2 separate regions of the Zea mays genome follow, and region 1 is linked to region 2. A link is a contact called in public Hi-C data. All regions are on one chromosome and are shown on one strand. The core of a region is the stretch at or near the end of the contact, and the rest is flanking DNA. Distances in the headings are between cores, read along the strand shown.

What was found. Hi-C and Micro-C count contacts between places; a contact is called where the count stands out from the background.
Region 1: a contact with region 2 is called in a Hi-C map of endosperm, with 2.9 times the contacts expected there. The contact joins the promoter of LOC542261 here to the promoter of LOC100284671 in region 2. A contact is called at or near these places in 3 of 25 Hi-C or Micro-C datasets (bundle sheath, endosperm and tassel).

What each region holds. Positions count from the first base shown.
Region 1 is chr3:170,385,465-170,392,116 of Zm-B73-REFERENCE-NAM-5.0, forward strand. LOC542261 (aldolase 1) reads left to right here and starts at 2,291. Exons shown (of 2, transcript NM_001111866.2): 1 at 2,291-2,366; 2 at 3,282-4,620. The coding sequence starts at 2,339. The coding sequence ends at 4,321. LOC100282000 (30S ribosomal protein S31, chloroplastic-like) reads right to left here. Exons shown (of 3, transcript NM_001154915.2): 2 at 5,417-5,481; 3 at 4,990-5,334. The coding sequence ends at 5,203.
Region 2 is chr3:169,647,912-169,654,865 of Zm-B73-REFERENCE-NAM-5.0, forward strand. LOC100284671 reads left to right here and starts at 4,142. Exons shown (of 5, transcript NM_001365697.1): 1 at 4,142-4,571; 2 at 6,263-6,506; 3 at 6,626-6,754; 4 at 6,931-6,954. The coding sequence starts at 4,460.

The DNA.
Region 1 (6,652 bases), core at 1,041-3,540, 740 kb after region 2:
CCGCTTCCCATTCCCTTGCATCATGTGCTCTCTTCTCATCTGCCGCCTTCAACCTCCTATACTCTGCACGCTTCGGGCTATCATAAAAGGCAGATTTTGCTTCCCTACGCATGTCGCGTATGCGGTCGTTAATGTACGAATCAACGAGCCGAGATCCACAACGCATCTTCTGTCCCATTATTCTCTTGGACTCTATTGTGCGCATCACCTCTCCTTTGTCGTCGTAACTCTCCCAACTGCATTTCCTCGTCTCCTACAAAAAAAATAGTAAGTACCGCTATAACATTACATCTGGTGCAAAAAAATACCAACCTCATCGTAATCGACCATATGTCCACAAAAATATCCAACACCAAGCTCCGAAGGAACTAATCCATACTTAGCTTCAATACCACATTTGCAGAGTACTGGATCAAATTTGACCTCTTCTGCCGCCCACCCCATGTATCTCTTTTCCTTTACCTCTGGCTCTGGCCAATGGGACAAAGGACCATACAACCACTCTCTGAAACGACACTTACGCCACCCGTATGGCTGCAAGAGAAAAAATTAGTAATTTATTGTAAATAAAAACTACTTCATACATTTAGCGTATCAATGGGCTCACATAATCAATGTTCGGACAACAGAACTGCTTGTCATAGTCTTCGTCGATGACAGCACGGTCTCCACAATCGCATCGAGGCGGTGAGTCCATCCGTCTTTCTATTGCTACCTCCTTCTCCGCATCCGTCATTGGTGGAGGATTCGGGGGAGGAGGTACCCAACGCTTAAAACGCTCATGACTGGTCTTTCCACTCAACCAATTAACGAAAAGAAGATATCGAGGGTCAAATTTATCAGGACCATCGATCCACTGGAAAAAGAAACACTTCTGATGTCCCTAAAATAATGGAAATATGCACTATTACATATCTACAAAATAATGAATGGGAACAAAATTAAGTGACAAGTCATAAGCTACGTACGTCCAAAGTGCCACAAAGGTAGTAGCAGCGAGCAGCCGTGTCTGGATGTTGTGATTGATGTACCCAAGCCAGTCTGCCACAGTCACAGTTAGGCACGGGGAGTTCAGGAGGAACAGGAGCATCCTTACTAGATACGTCCGGATATAACTCCCGAGGACGACCTCTCTTCTGCCACAACGCCTCTCGGTACATGTCTTTCATCTAATAAACGATTATAATTATCACTTGTACTTATTATGCTTTATAATAAGTTTACACAAACTAATAATCGAAATGATAATATAATAGGTGTATACAAATTATTAAACTAACAACCCAATATACAAAACGAATCAGTTGTAAATCATACCTTGGCCTACGAAGTGAACCAACTCAAATCTTTCAATCTAGCAAATTTTCACGAAGTTTGGAAATGGACCGAAATGAGCTGCTCTCGTCCAGCCGCGCGGGCGTTTTTATAGGAATTCGTAGCTCGGCGCCAAGATCTGTGGCGCCGAGCTACGAGGCCGCGCCGCCGCCACGCCAGAGCCAGGTCAGCCCTAGACGCAACTAGCCGTTGCGGCCACGTCACAGCTCGGCGCCACAGCCTGTGGCGCCGAGCTGTGTTAGCTCGGCGCCACGGCCTATGGCGCCGAGCTAAGGGTCCAAAACTGCATTTAAAATTTTTTTAGGTCTAAACGTGATTTTACTTCTGTTTAAGGGCTAAAATACAAAAAATTCGGGCCAAGGCCCTAGCTATGATAATCGAATCTACGTATATAAACAACGAAAATAAATATTTAACAAAAAAAACATTGGAAAATATGATTATCACATGCTGTATCCAACTGCACTCTATGTTTTAATTATTATCTTTTTTTTGTCTTGGAATGGTGTTTACTAAAATGATAATCCCACATATAGAAGGTACGGAAACCATAGTTATTCTAATAATTCGAAGCTGGAAAGCGCCTTTGTAATAACCAGTTAACAACAAAAAAGACTCGATGTCACCGATGCACTTTACACTATGTTGTATATAGCAGCCAAAATATATGGTAAAAAATAGATAGATATGCCTCGTGGAGAAAGAGAACCGGCCGCCCAGCCCAACCAAAACAAAAAACCAGAAAGCCGCGTCGACGAGACTGCACATGAAAACCGGGGGCAGCGCCGCGCCGAACCGGGCGCGCCGCACAAGGTTCGATCCGCCGGCTCCGGTGGCGCACCCAGATCAGATCCCCCTTTCGCTGGTTTCTTTCCCCTTGGCCAAGCCCAAACCGTCTTTAAATACACCCGTCGTCGTCCGCATCCCCCGCCTGCCTTAACCATTCCTCCCAACACCACCTCGCCTGCGATCTTCGTAGCCTCCGTCGCGTCGAGCATCGATCATGTCGGCCTACTGCGGAAAGTACAAGGGTACGTCCCATCGTCTCCTCCTCCCCCCCTGTCGTGATCGTATCCTCGTTCGTTGCTGATCTTCGTTGCTGATCTGCTTGTGATGCCTTTAGGTCTCGTGTATCGTAGATCTGTTTAGTTGTTTCGTTGTTGGTGCGCTCAGATCTCGCTGTGATTGATGGGTATGCTAAGGCTAACGGCTATATGGACGGGAGAACACTCTTTGTAGACTGTACTGTCCACAGATCGGAGTTTGAAATGGAATGTGTGGACAGAAATCTGGTGGCCTAGCCTAACGATTCGTATAGGTCTGAGAGACTCGTTCAGTTGTAGGATTTGTGGATTTTTTTTAGATCCGTACAGGATTGTGCTGTCGTGTGCCCGCCAGGGGCTTGGTGGTTGCCAAAAGGTGATGCCTCTGATCGGTTTGGATATGGGATTTGCTTACTTTTTGCTTCGATTTTATACATACATATAGTGGTATGCATCTGCTCGTCCTGTTTCCAGTTGATGAAACATATTCTCCTGCTAGCAAGTTTTATACAAAAATAGAGGGACTAGTTTTTATATGGTTGTTTCAAATTATATATAGCCTGTTTGTTCAATCTAAATATATTTGCCTGTTGTTTCATGGCTACTAGAATAGATGCTGGACGCATATACATCTAGGACAGTCAGATATGTAAATCGTTTAAAGCTTTGTGCTAGTCTAATCTTGATCTGTGGTTCCTTTTAGTCATGATGTTTATGCCGATACAATTATATATAAAGCAGTTTTTGGTTAATAAACAGTAAACTTCCTGAATTAATAATTAAAGTTTATTTTGTATTATTCAGGATGGCCTCCTGATTTGATAATGGAAGTCATTTTGTATTATTCAGTATAGCCTTGGTACCTGGTAGATAGCCATGCTTATTATGCATATTGTTTTGCAGATGAGCTCATCAAGAATGCTGCCTACATTGGCACCCCCGGCAAGGGTATCCTTGCTGCTGATGAGTCCACTGGCACCATTGGCAAGCGCCTTTCCAGCATCAATGTCGAGAACGTTGAGGAGAACCGCCGTGCCCTCCGTGAGCTCCTATTCTGCTGCCCTGGTGCTCTCCAGTACATCAGCGGTGTGATCCTCTTCGAGGAGACCCTGTACCAGAAGACCAAGGATGGCAAGCCTTTTGTTGATGTCCTCAAGGAGGGAGGCGTCCTCCCTGGCATCAAGGTTGACAAGGGCACCATTGAGGTTGTTGGCACTGATAAGGAGACCACCACCCAAGGCCATGACGACCTTGGCAAGCGTTGCGCCAAGTACTACGAGGCAGGTGCCCGCTTTGCCAAGTGGCGCGCTGTTCTCAAGATTGGCCCTAATGAGCCATCACAGCTTGCCATCGACCTGAACGCTCAGGGTCTGGCTCGCTATGCCATCATCTGCCAGGAGAATGGTCTGGTGCCAATTGTTGAGCCTGAGATCCTTGTTGATGGCCCTCATGACATTGATCGCTGCGCTTACGTCACTGAGACCGTCCTTGCTGCCTGCTACAAGGCGCTCAACGAGCACCATGTCCTCCTGGAGGGTACCCTCCTGAAGCCCAACATGGTGACTCCAGGCTCCGACTCCAAGAAGGTGACCCCTGAGGTGATTGCTGAGTACACCGTCCGTACCCTCCAGAGGACCGTCCCTGCTGCTGTGCCTGCTGTTGTCTTCCTCTCTGGTGGACAGAGCGAGGAGGAGGCCACCCGCAACCTCAATGCCATGAACAAGCTCAGCACCAAGAAGCCGTGGTCCCTGTCTTTCTCCTTCGGCCGTGCCCTCCAGGCGAGCACCCTCAAGGCCTGGGCTGGCAAGGTGGAGAACCTGGAGAAGGCTAGAGCTGCCTTCCTCGCCAGGTGCAAGGCCAACTCTGAGGCTACCCTCGGCACCTACAAGGGTGATGCTGCCGCCGACACCGAGAGCCTCCACGTCAAGGACTACAAGTACTGAGTTGCTTCTCTTTGCGTGCCCGTTTTGGAACTCCTGCCTACGAGCTAGGTTGCGGAGTGTGGTTTGCTCGTTAGAGCTTATTTTCGGACATCCAAAAAACATGCTTCCTATGTGGGATGATGGTTATCTTTATATTTGTATGTTAATTAGTCTCTTTGCTGTTAAATTTCGTGTAAGTTGGTCCTGCCGATGGAGAATCGAGCAGCTCCCTTTTTTTGTTCTATCAACTATGCTGTAATTCTGGCTATGTATCGGCAAAAACAATTCTATATGCTGAGTTGGAGTCGGCAAAAATTCATATATGCTGAGTTGGAGACAGCAACTTGTTTGGATCATATTTTGCTGAGACACTCGTGAGAGATTGGCATAGCAAGAGACCTGAAAGTGTTAGCTGAAGTTTGAAACAAAACTTACATCATTGCAACACATATTAATAACACAACACGATCATTAGTTCAGCACGCAAGATCTTTGCACATTGCTGACGTATGAATAAATCGCTAGTTGGATTTTGTTTTACCTGTTAGGGCTGGATTGTTCGGTTAGAAGAGGATTGAAAGAGATTAAATCTTATTAATCCCCTTACAAATGAAACGTGTAATCTCTCCGTTACCACTAGATGAATCATTTAATATCTTCTAAAAAAAACTTATTTCGACACAGTTTCATTTTGAAGAGAGTAAAGAACTCAGCAGCTGGAAAGGAAAATAAAGAACCCAGTCAGTAGTAGGAACATTACTAGCCAAATGAAAGTGTGGCAGCCTACCCATCGATAATTATAGGCGAGGAAATAATTACTTAAAATATGTAGTATTTGATTTGGTACAAACTAGGCCAATTAAGCTCAGGGCAAATATAAAGCAAGGCAGAACTCGGACAACCTATTCCAGGATGTCCTCGTCAATCTCGATTGAAATGATCTCCCCATCATCGAACTGATCCTTCCTTGGAGGAGCAGGAGGGGCAAAGAGCCGCGCAGGCCCAGTTCCCTTCTTCTTGTTGCGCGGCCTCGCCTAGACATGATCAGACAGCTAAATAAAACAGAACAGGGGGAAAAAACCAAAAATGCGATGTAAATTGTGCTGGAGCACTCACATTGCCATATGAATGGTTGAACCTTTTGCCCCTTTTCGTTTTCTTGTCCCCTCTCCCGCAGTAGACTGAGCAAGACCAGATAAAGTTTAAAACTGTCTGTCAGTCCACAGGATCATCAGTATTGATATAAACAGAGGCCAAAAGGGACAGCACCCCAGTTGGGTTCGTAGTACAATCAGAGAATAAAATCCTGAAGCAGGCTATGGACACTAGAATTTCAGAAATTGATTTCAAATTATGATTAACTAAAACTTCTTTGAAGTACACGCATGAGAAGCATCCATCTTTGACTCTCTGTATTAATAAACCAGAAACAAGTGTTTACAACAGCTGAGGCCAGTGGCAACAGAGACGACCAAAACTATAGGCGGTAGTGATAAACAAGAGATTCAGCTTCCTTGATTGGCACTCACTCCTGACACCGTGTGAAGTGAATCAGTCAACCGGTAAAGGTTTAATAATCTACTACAGTAGTAGTTTTCAGTTCATATATATGCTCCTGCTCCTCGATACCGTAATTTTTTCGTGTGGAACAACTTAAGCTCTTAAGAATCCAGTTTCTAGAAACTAGTTTATAAAAAAAAAGGTTAATGGTGTTTAGAATCACCTTAATTTTTATAAATTGATTTTAGCTAGAGAAGACTAGCTTCTTGGTTTTTTAAGAAACTAGGAATCCAATTTCTATAAATTAGTTTGGAACCACGTCAATTTCTATAAAAAAAACTAGGTGCTTCCAAACAGACCCTTAGGCCATGTTTGGAAGCAACCTAGTTTTTAAGAATCTAGTTTCTAACTTCAGTTTCTATAAAGTGATTTATAAAAAAACTGGTTAATAGTTTTTAGAACCACCTCAATTTCTATAAACTGCCTTTAGCTAGATGGGATTAGCTTCTTGGTTTTTAAGAAACTGAGAATCCAACTTCTATAGACTGGGACAAAAGCTAGTATATTTGGAACCACCACAATTTTCATGAACCAGTTTGTTAAAAACTGGATGCTTTCCTTGGTCAGTCTAGTTGACCCAGATCGACTAACAGCATCACAACCTCCATCTCTTCTGGGGAGTACATTTCAGTAATAAATCCCTTGACTATTTCATAAAAAGAAGAAAAATCCCGATTGAATTGGAACGAATTTCCCAAGTGTCAGTGTAATAGTAGTCATTGCCTTTTCTCCCTTATTGCGTGGAAAACAGTAGCCATTGCTCGTGACATGTGTTAGAAAGAAACTACTCCT
Region 2 (6,954 bases), core at 2,892-5,391:
CTTTGCACGAGTTGGATGATGTGATATCCTGGCCTAAGGCTTAATAGGATTGATAGAATACTCATACTAATAAGGTGTCCCGTTTTTCGAAAGCCTATCTTGAAAGAACCTCTAGGTTAAGCATGGTTGGCTTAGAGCAATTTCGGAATGACTAATCGACGAAAAAGTTTTCTCGGGTGTGAATGATTAAGGACAAAGTGCATAGAAAGGACCCATGTTGGTCTATTGGGCTGGTCTATGATCCTAAATGATTACAGGAGTAACTACCACTTGTCTGAGAGTGGCTGGGGTGTTACAAATGGTATTAGAGCCAACCATCAAAGTTTTGTGGCACATGTGGGATAGGGGTTTGAGCAAATGGTTGATGCATGTCGCATGTGGACTTAGAATAATCACATGGCATGGCATATGATAAAACTAGACACAAACGTGGCCAAGAGGGGAAGTCTTTTCTGCGCACTTGGCTTAGAGCATCACATGAGTGATTGGCTTATAGTAATTTTGGGATTGGTGGCCGACTAGGAAGTTTTCTTGAGTACACATGAGTTAGGACAAAGTGTGCAGAAAAGACTCGTGTTGGCCTATGGGGGATTGTTTATGATCCTAGAGGGCTCTCGGGTGCACATTTGTGAGGATAGAGTGTATAGAAAAGACATGTGTTGGTCTGTGGGGATGGACTATGATCCTATAGGTTGAGATATGGTTAGAGTCTATGGGACCTTGCACTAAGACCCCTATTTCCTAGGTCCTAACCCCCTTGAGTCACCCCCCTCTTATTATGTCGTGTGTCATGTATAGTGGTCTGTATATTTTGCTAGCGAAGTCCTCTATGATGCCATGGCAAGGTACCTTAAGACGTAGAAGATTTGTACATAATCCTTGTTGCATCCTAAAAGTTGTGCCATTATTTAATTTCCAAGCTGCATTCAATCCTAGTGGTTACATCCTTCCCACTATTAGCGATACTTCATAACCCGCATTCAATAGAATGCATCACAAAGTGGGAGGCAAAGCCGGCGGAGATCAACATCAACTTTGTCCCCCTACCATGTAGTCAAAAGTCAATCTCTTGCTAATTTCATGGCTGAATGGACCCGGGTTCACACAACCACCAAACCGATGTCAGATTCCCACCCAAGCTAGACCCGACCTACTTAACATCACAAGGGGTTGGCTTTATTTGTTCCATGGGCCCCAGGATATGAGGTTTAATAAGTTTGAAGAGCTTAGCATAGAAAGGTCCCAAAGTAGTTTTGCCTCAAACTCTAGGGGTCTTATGGGCCTAGTAACTAAGAGTAGGGCAATGTAGGTTTTGGGCCCCCTATAATGCCATGGACCCTGAATTGATCTTTCCCTTGGCTCGATGTTGTTCTAGGGCCAAGTGGTGGTATCATAGTCATAAACAATACCCTTGGCGCCATAAGGGTCCTAAGCACATTTTGTCAAATCCCCCCTCAAGTTCTATCACTATTGGGATATGGGGCCCTTGATAGTGCAAGAAGCTCGCATAGGACTCGCATGGCCCTTAGGACACCGATAGCATCAAGGCCCCTAAGAGGGCAATATGCTGCATAAGTAGAAGTATAGGTTATTCCTACATGCAATCTTAGAGAAAGCAATAAAAATTACCTTATCATCGGCCACCCTTACACTATACGTATCTATAAGTTTTTTATGCTACTCTTAGAACCTCTTTAAGGCCCAGCTGATGACTTAGAATGGTGGTGTCACAAGAGCAAGCCCATGTGTGATGGAGCAAAGGAAGGGCAGACCGGGCCGAGAAGAGTGACCCACCATAGTAGAGCAAATCTATAGCATGATTTGACTATTGTTGGGGTACTGCCTTCAGGCATATTTATCATTCCATTTAGCACAGGGACATGCTGCTAGAAACCAACCCATCCTAGCTTGTGCAAAGATGCAATGACTTTGTTATACAAGAGATCAAAAGGGTTGCATTTTAATCTAAGAGTTGGACCCCCAAAAGGTATGGTAAAACAATTAAGGAAATTGTTTCATAAGTAGAGAGTACTTGAACCATGATTGGCTATTTATGAGTATGCCACCTCCTGCTTGTTGAGCTAGTGTGCTAGCACCTTGGGGGCCAAAGAAGGAGTTACATGAGGATAGGCTTCATAGGATAGGTAAAAAATCATTCATGCATAAAGTCATGAAGAAGGCCATAAAGTTCTACCATGTCGGGGGGCCTTACTTACACAATTCTTAGCTATATTCCTACGACTTTTTGCCTAAACCATTTTAGGGCCTTAGCTAATGGCTCGGGAGGGTGGTGAGACATCTGGTAGATGTTGATCAAGGATGGATTAGGACAAAAAGAATGACCCACCATGGCAGAGCGTATTCGTGCCATGCCTTCACTATTCCTAGGGTGTTGCCTCTAGGCATCTTTGATGAACTACTTAGCATTGGGGTCAACTGACATATACCACTATATTCTAGGTTTCCTAGGCGCACACTGACTCTATTTAAGTGGGAGCTAGGAAGGAACTATGTACAAGTGTAAAAATAGGGCCTTTGAAGGGGTATGACTAGAAAGGCTAGAAAGGTGTGTTAGTGATTACTTATATGAATAAGAGCGCTCTTATCATAGAGCTAAAAATTAGCTCACCTTGCGAAAATATAAAAAATACAATACAATTATAAGTTAATGGAAATTAATAGACTCTAATCATCAATTAGCTATCGTTAGCTTTTATTAGTTTAGAATTAACCCTATATTGATATTCTCGTTAGTTCATGTATCAAACATGCCCATAGTCACAACCGATTTAGACCCATAAGGGAATAAAGGTCCAACCCATATAGCTCCTCTAAGGTCGGAAGAGATACTGGGTCGTCCATTGGTGGTACTTCATGCCTAGAAGAAGCTACATCCCGCAGCCATTGCAAAATCCCCAAATCGATGGTGGAGCCGAAGGAAGGGGCGCAACTAGAGAGATCAAAGAAGGGAAAGAATATGGTGCGGGTGGCGACCTACTTCGCGATGACCTTCGGTGCGTACCTCTTCTGGCAGTCCAGATAGGGTCCACATATGGACTGCCCTTCACTAGGACAAAAAGGTACTATGTGGTGACACAATCTCTTCCCCTTCCCTCGCCTTCTGTATTCAAATCCAATCCTTGTTATTATGCATGTGTAGCTTGCAGAATCTGTTATCGCCTTAGCTTGTAAGATTTGGTTTCTCTATGCCCTTCGATTAGCAGTTGCTCGAACCACATGAATCTTGGAATACGTTGTTGGATTTGATGAAATGGATTTGGTAAAGAGTTTCTGGCATAACTCTGAGTGTGATGTTTTGAAGCATAGGCTCTCTTCATTTAGTGTTGCATGCTCCCTGCTACTCTCTATCTCAACCACGTTGCTTTCGGGTCTAGTCTAACCATGTTGTTGTTCGAGCACAAGACGAACCCAACTAGCCCCACCTCCCGAGCAACCGCTCCCGATCCCTCCCGTCACCTTCTCCATCGCAGTGGACCCATCTCTAGTAGCGCTGCAAACCTCTCACCGCCACCGCAATCTCATAACAGCGTCGACACGTGCAACGACGTGGTACACCGCTGATGTTGTGGTACTAGGAGCACAAACGCGAGCCAGTACTAACTTCGCTTTTCCCATACAGGTGTGTGTGGATAAAAGCATAGGTATACCTTTGGTCTAAAAGCGTATGCATGCACGCGGTATCCCTTCCTCGACCCACCTCGCGACCAAGCATGTCCTCTAGTGGCGAAGCTAAGGCCTGACTTGGCCCAACCCAAAACATATGTGGCCTATTCACTTTGAATTAGAGCCAGTTGTTTGGACTGCTTTATCTGTAATCCATAGAGATGAAACATTGTAAAAACAATAGAAGTTGTTTCATATTAAAATCAAGTGAACAATTTGATAATGACCAAACCCTATGCTTTCGCATCCTGGTCTTCGTCTCCACACGTCTCGTCCTCGGCTAATCGTCGTCACTTTAAGATTTGTTCGGTTAGAAGAAGATAAGAGAAGATTAAATCTCCTTTTAATCAAAAATTAATTAGAAAATAATTTAATTTCCTTGATCTCCTCTTGTCCCTATGCAACCGAAAGTCTTTTGGGGGCGCGCCTCCATCTCCTCGCGACTGCCGCACACGGCACATCTCAGCGCCTCGCCTCCACCAGTCCACCTCCACAACGTCACCTTCACCTCCTCGCCGCCAGACGCGCCCGCCGCCACCCCGTGAGCCGGCAACCTCCCACCATCTAGCCTCTGCGCCCGCCCGGCCACCGGGCACTGGCCACGTCCGGCCGACGGCCGCCTGAGGCAGTGAGGCCTGACCACGCCCTCCCTTCTCCACTTTGTGTCTGTGCCCGGTCTTGGATTCGTGGTTGTCTCCGCCACTGATCTCCTCCTAGCACGGCAGCACCCCAGAGCCCTAGCGCAAGCCTGGTGCTCCAGATCTCCACCCTGACCATGTCGGGGCGGAGACAGGCCTGGCAGTTTGCGGCCGCGCTGGTCTTCTTCCACGGCTCCGAGTACGTCCTCGCTGCCGCTTTCCACGGCCGCCAGAACGTCACCGCTACTTGTGAGTGCACCATGACCTCATGTCTCTTGCGATTTGAGTGTGCCTTGGACTGTGTGCTCGTGAAATTCGGTGGATTTGAAACTGGTCTTATGCAAATCCCAAATTCTAGCGCTCTGCTCAGAAGTTAAAACAGATCGCCTTCGTTGGGTGAGTTGATTTGTGCTCGTGAGGTTTACTAGATATCAAAGTTGTATTGAGGGATTCCTAGATTCCACCTCAGTCTCGTTACTAGATTCTAGCAGTCTCACTGAGTAGTTGAAGCAAATTTCTGCTGAGTAAAGATGTGTGTCTTCACAATTTCTTGCTTGGGTTTGAAATGCCATTTGGCCTAGCCAGAGTATTTGTAGTGGACTTTGTAGTCTATATATTTTGTAAACTGCGCTTGCTATCTGATCTACGTCAACTTTAGCAGCTAGCACCTGTCTGTTTCATTTAATAGAAACAAGCTGCCAAGTGTTGCTCCTATTGAATTTAGAATTTAAGGAACATATCACAGTGGGCCTGGATTTTCAGTTAAAATCTCGAAAATTAGAAAGTACGATCAAAGTTCTTCAGTGAACATGTTTTGACAAATGAAGCTTATAAAAAATTTAATTGCTTCATAAATCATTAGTTTTTTCCACAATGGATGAACCGAATTTCATTATGGACGGTAAGTAAATTGCACTGGTTTCAAGTCATTTCCCAGTTTCAGACGGCGAGTATGCCACACACAGCAAACAACAAGTTTCAGATCGACATAAGAAGAGCAGACTTGCTGCTGGAGGACGCTACATGAGTGGGGTCTGGGGAAAGGATAAACCAAGGCATGCATTTTTCACGCAAATGCGGAGAGGCCGCTTCAAACCCGCAATCTGGTGACTCAGTGAGACAGCTCTCACCACTGCACTAGGCCTGCCATTCATAAGAAGCTAACACTAAAAACTGAACCAACCTATTACAAGCCAGATGAGGGTGCCACGGCACGCAAGCCAGCGAAGAGTGACTTCCAAGCAGCAAAGAACTGAAGTCTTCAAGTCTTGATGATCACCTGAGAGTCATCTTTCTGTTGGACTTGCTGGTGGAATTGCAAAGCCACCGATTTCAGAATTGCTGCCCCCTGTTCCCATCTGACTCGTAGGCTCTTGTTTCTGAAGCCCTACCCAATATACATGCATAGAACAAATCAAACATAAAATCTCTGTAGGAGTCTTTACTCTTCCCATCAAAGCAAATAGAGTATGGAATTAGTTACTTCTAATTGGGCTTGTGCAACTGCAGCTTGCATTGGGCCAGCTCATGTAGTATGTGATCAAACCATGCTTTCCTTCCAAACAGGGATTAGGTTGCACCAATGTTCACGGTATTTTCATTTCAGAACACTAAGAAGTACATAAATAATTCCTGAAACTTGGCCTAGCATGATGCTGGTTTTTGTTTTAAACTGTTAATTTTTTAAATTCTGGCTTTGATGGAAATGGTGAATATATCAAGGGTTCTCAAAGTTTTGTAGGTCTTCTGTGGACAAAACGTGCAATCAAATAATACAACCAAAAGTTCAAAACTTTATTTAGCTACTGGACACTGATCAAACAGCACCTGGAGAAGCATTTGGCTGTCGCTTGTTGATACTTACAGTTTAGATTATACTTTGCATTATCCTCTCTTTATTTTTGGCAGTATTGTTAGTAATGAAGTTGCTTCTCATGCAGCACTTCTTATTAGCAAGCAGTATGTATTGGCAATGGGTTTTGCAATGCTGGAACACCTGACAGAAATTCTTATTCTCCCGGAAGTAAAGGAGTTCTGGTTTGTCAGTAATATTGGCCTTCTAATGGTTATTATCGGTGAAATTATCCGTAAACTTGCTGTAGTGACAGCTGGACGTGCCTTCACACACGTTATAAGAACTTATTATGAAGATCAGCATCAATTGATCACGCATGGACTGTATAGGTAAATGATTATTTACCTTTTGCAATAGTTCGAAAGTTATTGAGTTACTACTCTACATTTGCCCTACAACAATTCAGAAGTTTCATTTGTTAATTGTTATAACCTGCTTAATTGTACAGGTTTATGCGCCACCCTGGGTATTCTGGCTTTCTTATATGGGCAGTAGGAACCCAGGTTATGCTGTGTAATCCATTATCAACAGTTGCATTCACATTGGTCTTGTGGCGATTCTTTTCAAAACGGATACCGTATCCTGCCTGAAATATATTTTATTTGTCCCTCCTTATGTTCTAGACTCTGTCTTGATTATTGAACTTCCAGAAGCATGCCAAGTTATGTGTTTTCAACACCCATTGAATATGAACATCTTCGTGATAAGAGTAAAACTAGTTTTTTTTTCTTGTGATTCCTTCACCCAGAACAGGTATGAAGAATTTTTCTTGAAGCA